2 separate regions of the Mus musculus genome follow, and region 2 is linked to region 1. The links are chromatin contacts, called in public promoter capture Hi-C maps. All regions are on one chromosome and are shown on one strand. The core of a region is the stretch at or near the end of the contact, and the rest is flanking DNA. Distances in the headings are between cores, read along the strand shown. Region 1 holds the start of Scap (SREBF chaperone). Region 2 holds the start of Wdr6 (WD repeat domain 6).

Region 1 (3,449 bases), core at 672-3,171:
AATACACCACGTAAAAAAATAAATTTTATTTTTATTACTGAGGTTTGAGCTCAAGGCCTTGATGCTAGGCCCTACCAGTGGGCTGCATTTTCTTATCTTTGTGGGGGCCAGACTTATGTACCAGACTGGCCTCAAATTGGAACCTTGGACTTCTGTTCCTCCTGCCTGCATCTCCTAAGGGCTGACATAGGTGTGACCCACTGAAAGATCCTAACAGAATGTAAAAGGTCACAGAAGCCCTGAAATTGGCAAGATAGATGTCACTGTTAGCAGAACTAGCTTCACTGATTTAGAAAAATAGAGGTGCACAATGCTCTGGCCACTCCTTGAACTTGTGTGTCTGCCAATGTTTTGACCATTCCTTGAACCCATGTGTGTGCCCACTGATGAAGCCCACTGCCAGGTGTTTGTGATATTGGTTGCTGAGAAAGAGTCAGAAAATCTCCCCAGCAACCACAACCGGGCCAATCCTGAGTTGCTGCCCCTGCACCAGACTCTTTCCTTGTACCCCTCCCATACCCATTTCTTGAGAATTGTTTAGATCTGGAAATCCCCCCACTCTCCCCTTCTCCTTTCCCCCCTGAGGGCCTATAAAAACTGGGACCTCTTTCCCCTCGAGGTCGACTCCTCTAACCCTGCGTGGGATATGAGTCATCCCCAGAGCTCTGGCTTTCCCCGAATAAAGCCTCATGTGGTTTGCATCAAGCTTGGTCTATCGTGAGTTCTTGGGTGTCTGCTATTATCCTGAGGCCTGAGCGAGAGGCTCCTCTGGGGAGTCTTTCACCACCACTGCCAGTTTGCTGGGGGTTAAGGCTCATATTCAAGGCTGGGCAAGCAGTATATCAACTGAGTTACATCTCTACCAGAAACCTGCTTTATAGAATAACCCTATTCCAAAGGCTGAAGTGGCCACCTCTGATTTGTTTTGCACGGTGACTATACTTATATTTTCTCTTCCCCCACCACTGGTGCCCTTGAGGGCAGGTACAGGGTCTGTTCTACCTTAGTATGCCTTGGGGGTGAGCAAGAGTGACACGAAAGAAGTATGTTTAAGGTAGCAAGATGGGGGCAGGTGGCCACTCTGACCTGTGACACTCAGAGAGTCAAGACATTGGTAGTGTGGTTGAGATCTCTCCACAGGCAGGCCTGAGGACAAATGGAAACATAGCAACCAGGGTTGGTGCTGTTGCTGAGTGTCTGGAACCTCACTTTCCCCAAGGCCAAATGAGAGAACACACACCATATGCTTAACTCAGCATTTACCAGAGCAGTCACTCAGCATAATCCGTTACATGTGCAAGTCGACTGGTGGCAGTTCAGAAGGTGGAAGAGACTCAGACACCCATAGTTCCTCTACGTGGGAATAAACACTGAGTATATATCTTCCACTTTACCCTATGCATTGTATTTTTAACAAAAATGGAATCCTAACACCAGCTTGGTTTTGAACTAGCTTTCATTATAAGTGCTCATTTAACATCCTTGGTGTTGGAGGCTCCTATACCTAGTTCATCAACTGAATACACTTGCTATTTAGCTCAGTTGCTTCTAATTCCCTGGTTTGTTTTTCTTTTTGATGCTGCTGTGGATCAAACCCAGGGCCCCTAGCGTCTCAGGCAAGCTCTCTACCACTGAGCCATACACCCAGCCCCGCTTCTAATCCTTTGGCACTATAAAGCATGGAACACGAGCTCTTGTGCATGTTCTCAATCACTTCCCAGGACAGTGATGCTGTCAAAACTCTGAAGTGCTACTAGCCACCTTTTTCCAGGCCACAGGCAACTCCAGTACTTCCTCTCGCAGTTGTGTGGCAGGGGACCACCAGGGGGCGAACCCGAGCCGTTGGCAGTGCCAGACTACGCATGCGCACGCCGCCGGGAGCACGTGTGGAGGGCGGCGGAGCGGGAGGGGAAAGGTAGGAGTTGAGAGGTGAAGGGGCGGGGAGCTGCGCGGGCGCCGGGCGGCCGGGAGGGAGAGGGCGGGCTCCAAACACCGGACCGCGGGCCAGGAGCGCGCAGGCCGTTCTCCGCCGCTCGGTCGCCGCCGCCCGGGAGCTGCCTCGCTGCCACAGGTACCTCAGCGCGCGTCTGCACGGTGCGGCTGGGCCCCGGCGCCGGCCTCGCGCCGCTCGTGCCCGGGAGTTCCGGGATGCGGGCGAGCCCGGGCAGGGGCGCGCGGGCGTGGGCGCTGTCCAGCAGCCCGAGGCGCGGCTCCGGAGACCGCAGTCTGGAGCTGGGGGCCGGACGGTCTCGCGTCCCCCTTCCCGACCGCGCCCCCGCCCGGGCCGAGCTGCCTGGGTCGCGATGGGTTCAGGCTGAGTGAGCTCAGGCAGGTAGGCTCGCCGCTGGATCCTGCTTTGGGGTTGTCTGGGGTTGTCTGGGTGAGGGCTAGACCCTGTGACTCAGTCCTGCCTCTTTCCGAAGATCCGATAGCCAGGCAACATGTAGATTCTCTGCTGGGAGTGCTCGGTTTCTGGTTTTATGTGTTGCTTAAACCTAAACTTTGCTCGCTTATGTTGCTTATGTTTACTTCCAGGTGGTTTTGTTGCATCAGGGTTATAATGGGATAGCGCTAGCTGCAGCGAGTCCCGGGTCCACACTGCATCTCAGAAAGTTGTGCAGATGGTGGCGATGAAGAGGAGGGCAGTGAGCCACAGGTGGCGGCGGGTGAGGGGTGGGAGTGGGAGTGGGGTCCTGGAGGTAGTCTTCCTTAGTTTAGCTTATTTATCTCTTATGGTGACGGAAGCGATGAATAAATAAGTTCATGATGATCTTGTAGTAATTCTTGTGAAGTCGACATAGGAACAGTCTTTAATGATGCGTTTGGGTGCGTTTGTAGAGTTTGCTTATGCAGTGTGCAGCCATCTCAAGGTGTGCTAAACATTAAAGCTTTTCTTAGAGTCAGGATCAAGTGTATCTAGTTAGTGCTGAATGCATTTTAGGTGTAACCTGTGTGATGCTCAAGTGAAGATTGTATGTTATGAAGTATATGCTAATGTATTTCAAATCTAAAGGCTTTTTATATATTTGCAGCGTTTCTGCTTGGCAAATATTTTGTTTGTATTGTTTTTTTAACGACCAACAGGAAATACAAGTATAAACATTATTCCTATACTCATTATTAAGTTACTTGGGGACGTGTGCCTAGGGCATTGGTCTGCCACTGAGTAACACCTGTGGCTTTTTATTTTGAGTTGGGCTTCATTGCCCAGGCTGACCACAAAGTTTCATCCTCCTGCCTCGGTTTCCTGAATATGTGGGATAGCAGATGTGTGTGCTCCTGCTCCTGCTCGGCACTCATTCTTTGGTCAGGTTGAAAAGCAAGAACTGGCTTCCCCTTACTTGAAACTCCGTTGTTGTTGAATACTCTCTTGTTACTGTGTGTGTGGGGGGGGGGGGGCGGGTGGGAAGTACCTCTCCAGATGTTTCCATGTGCTTTAAAAGTCACGG
Region 2 (3,449 bases), core at 696-3,195, 1.8 Mb before region 1:
ACTCGTTTTTGTGGTAAGGTTCTCTCAGAGAGCCCAGGTTGGCCTTGAATTCAAGATCCTCTTGCCTCAACCTCGAATCTGCTGGGACTGTGGCAGTATGCTGTCATGCCTGGCTATCCATCACCCTTAATGACAGTCACTAGGATTTCCTCTGGTGCACACCATCCTTACACTTCAGATGGAAAGCCCTTGCTCTGCTCTAGCCCAAACTCTCAGCTCCACCTGCCTCTGCATGCATTTTCCAGATTCTCCCTCCCTTAGGGAAAAGGCTGTGTCGACCTTTGCACCCTTTAGCCATCAGCATCCTTCATCAGTCTAATCCCTGAGGCTCAACAGAGGCGATGGGGTGGGTAGGTATGTGGTTTTGTGTGTGTGTGTGTGTGTGTGTGTGTGTGTGTGTTTGTGTGTGTGCATGCGTGCTGAAGCTGCCCACACTTTGGCAGGCAGGGGTGAGGCTTGCATTCTGGCCCCACCCCTGGACAGCTGTGAGATCGTCCTTTGTATGCGACTGAGACTTAAAAGCAACAAGGCTTGGGAGGAGAGATGAGGTGCAGGTATTAAGAACCTGGACAGCATTTAACACAGCAGAATCAAAGCTAGCGTCTTCTGAGTTAGGAACATTCCTAACTTGTGCTCAAGAGGGGCTTGTCCAGGGCCTCCCTCTATACAAATCCACATACTTCCCGGGGAATCTCTTACACCCCCATACATGTGTATAGAACCCACAGACGTTTTCTAGAATGGGACTCTCAGCTCCCTTTTGGTCATCTTGCAGCCGTTTGTTTCCCACGATCTCCTCCTCCTCGGACTCGTCAGGATTCCTCATTACCTTACTCCTCTCTTAATGTCTCTTTCTTCAAAATTCTACGGATTTCATTTCCTGAAGTTTGCCGGTCCCACCTCCAGAGAGTTTAGCTCACTGGAGCAACCCAATGTTTGCACTTGCACACACACGCACGCACACGCACACACACACATCAACTCTAGAATATACCCTCACCACAAGACAAACACGCAGCCCTGCTGAGGCTAATAATGGCTGACCCAAGGCCTAATTGTCAGTGCCAAGGGTCCTTGTAAAACCCAACACCACCATCACCAAAGGATGGCTTCGCATCAGGCCCTACTGCTTCCAGGACACTTGGCACCTCAGAGCCATCTCAGACCTTTACCACCAGACACTGAGACATGTGATTACTAACCCAGTTGGCTCAGACCCCCCAGTTGGTTCTCCAGAGGAACCTAAGCCCCAGCCTCTCTGGATACTGCTCTACTCAGAAAGCAATTTTTTGGCCCCCTCATCTTTGGGGGCGGAGCTTCAACCCTCTCCAGAAGCCACACTCCCGCCACACCCCCTGAGGCTGCCCTTTTTTTTTTTTTCTTCCTCTCCAGGGGTTTTGATCATTTGCGTTCACCTGAGGGTGCAACGTCCCTCCCCCAACATGGAACGACTGCGTCCCCCACACCTTCAAGCGTCTCTGTCCACCCTTTCCAAGCTGGCTGCAATTTATGAAGAGCTGCCACTGTCTCTCGAGCCCCGCCCTCCTCCGCCGGCCTGTGTTTCCCGCCACCTCCGAACCTGCCTTATTCCCCCCACTCCCACCCCTCGCCAGTCCCCAGCCCGCTGCCCATCCTCCTCCCCAGGGCATCCCTTTGTCCGGTGCGACCACCCAGGGAGAGGCTAGTTCTTCGCCCGCTAGCACGACTAGAGCCGACCAAGCCTCACCCGCCAGCAGCCTGTCCCCAACACACTCCAGACCCGTAACCGGGAGGAGTATGAGCTCGGAAGTCGCCCGCGGCCAGACATAGTCCCCGAAAGCGTCCATGACGTTCCTGGAGCTGCTGTGGCTGCCACGGACAAGAAGAGAGCTGCGTTCTCGCGAGAACCAGCCGTCTGGAGAGCCGCGCTGCAGAGCTCCGAAGCCCTTAGCTACAGGTAGCAAAGCCCTGGCGCTGGGCTGCGGACGTCCAATGACGACCCTGTCCCCCACGCGATCCCGCTCCTGATTGGCCGGATCAGAGTCACCCCCCCACACACACACACATGAGACTAGCCGGGAGGGGCGGTGGGCCTCCCCTCCCCCAAGCGGGCGCTTAGCTCGCCGGCCCCTGGCTGGAAGCCCTGTAGTTTTATTTAACGGAGCAGCATGGAGGCTGTACACCAATAAATAACGTGAATGTAGGAACTGCGCCTTTGATCGCGGCTGCAGGCAGGGAGGGCTAGGGCAAGAGGTCGGCCAGAACTTCAGTCTGCAGTAGGACAGAGGACCTGCAGGGTCTTTGACGTTGGGCAGCGGGTGATTCGCATCAGGGCCTTGCGTCAGAGCTCCACACGGGCATCACTGTAGGCTCGGTCCAAGGCCCACTCGGGTTGTGAGTCCATGCCACCTTCCCGAGCCAGACGAGCCATCTCCTGCTGGAACAAGGCTTGCCGTGCCCGGCTAGGGTCCACATTGATCCAGTTGTTAGCGATCCACTTGGTGCCGCGGGTGACCAGGCAGCCCCCATGCAACGAGTAGTCGTCCACTTCACCCACCCAGCCTGGGGTAAGAAGGTGACATGAACAAAGGACAAGTTAGGGAGGGGAAAACCCTAGATTGGCTCAGCCTGAGCTGTGCACACATCTAATCCCCATGGAAGGACTTGGCGTCTCACCCACTAAGGCATGGTCAACATACTGGCCCTTAAAATTAACCAAGCTTCCTTGCTTCTGAGCTTGGCTATAGCTCTTCCCAGCCTGGGTTGTGGAGAGAAGTTTCCCTGCCCCAGACAGCAGGAAGGCTGGTGCGCAAGGACGGTGGGCGGAGATAACCGAAGATACTGTACTAGTGCTACTGTGCTTTGAAATCCCTGGCTATGGAAGACAGGAACAGTCCTCCAGGAGAGCAGGAGGGAGAGATGAGTTCCCTCAGAGAAGCCCAAGACCTGGCCATGAGTAAAGCCCTCACCTTGCCCATCAGGAAGGTAGTTGTACCAAAAGACTGCAGTTCCTTGCTGGGGCTTGACACGAAGGTTGCCCTTGTCACAGTGCCTTCGAGTGTCCCGGAGATCGACATCATCCTGAATCAGACTCTGTAGGCAACAAGGTGAGGCTGTTTGTGGACTGCCTGCCATTGCAGGACCAGGCAGCCAAGGTTGGCTGGAGGGAAAACAGGCAGATGTGCCCTCGTCCCAGCTCTGGAAGGGTGTGTACACACTTGCCCAAGGCCCTACCAGCCCAAGAGTAATAACAGCTCACTGGCCCTTACCATTTCATCATAGGTCCTGTTGTCTGCCACAGGGAAGACGGTCTCACCCCCACCGGTGACATTGTTCAAATAAAACAGCACTGTCATGTAGCTGTAAGGCAGGGGGAGGCTGCTGAGTAGATCCCCAACATTCCCACTTGTGGGCAGGATACCCAGGGCCCACAGGGTCAGGCTAGGATAGCTAAGACATCTCCAGCCCTC

What was found. Promoter capture Hi-C pulls out the DNA fragments that hold promoters and counts their contacts.
Region 2: a contact with region 1 is called in a promoter capture Hi-C map of hippocampal neurons, with 5 times the contacts expected there. The contact joins the promoter of Wdr6 here to the promoter of Scap in region 1. A contact is called at or near these places in 4 of 39 promoter capture datasets (the C10 cell line, hippocampal neurons, liver and 1 more) and 1 of 115 datasets of contacts at active chromatin or transcription factors (astrocytes).

The regions. Positions count from the first base shown.
Region 1 is chr9:110,331,435-110,334,883 of GRCm38.p6, forward strand. Scap (SREBF chaperone) reads left to right here and starts at 1,922. Exons shown (of 23, transcript NM_001001144.3): 1 at 1,922-2,071.
Region 2 is chr9:108,576,768-108,580,216 of GRCm38.p6, forward strand. It overlaps Wdr6 (WD repeat domain 6), which reads right to left and starts at 1,946. Exons shown (of 6, transcript NM_031392.3): 1 at 1,727-1,946. The coding sequence starts at 1,826. P4htm (prolyl 4-hydroxylase, transmembrane (endoplasmic reticulum)) reads right to left here. Exons shown (of 9, transcript NM_028944.4): 7 at 3,249-3,339; 8 at 2,949-3,072; 9 at 2,095-2,541. The coding sequence ends at 2,321.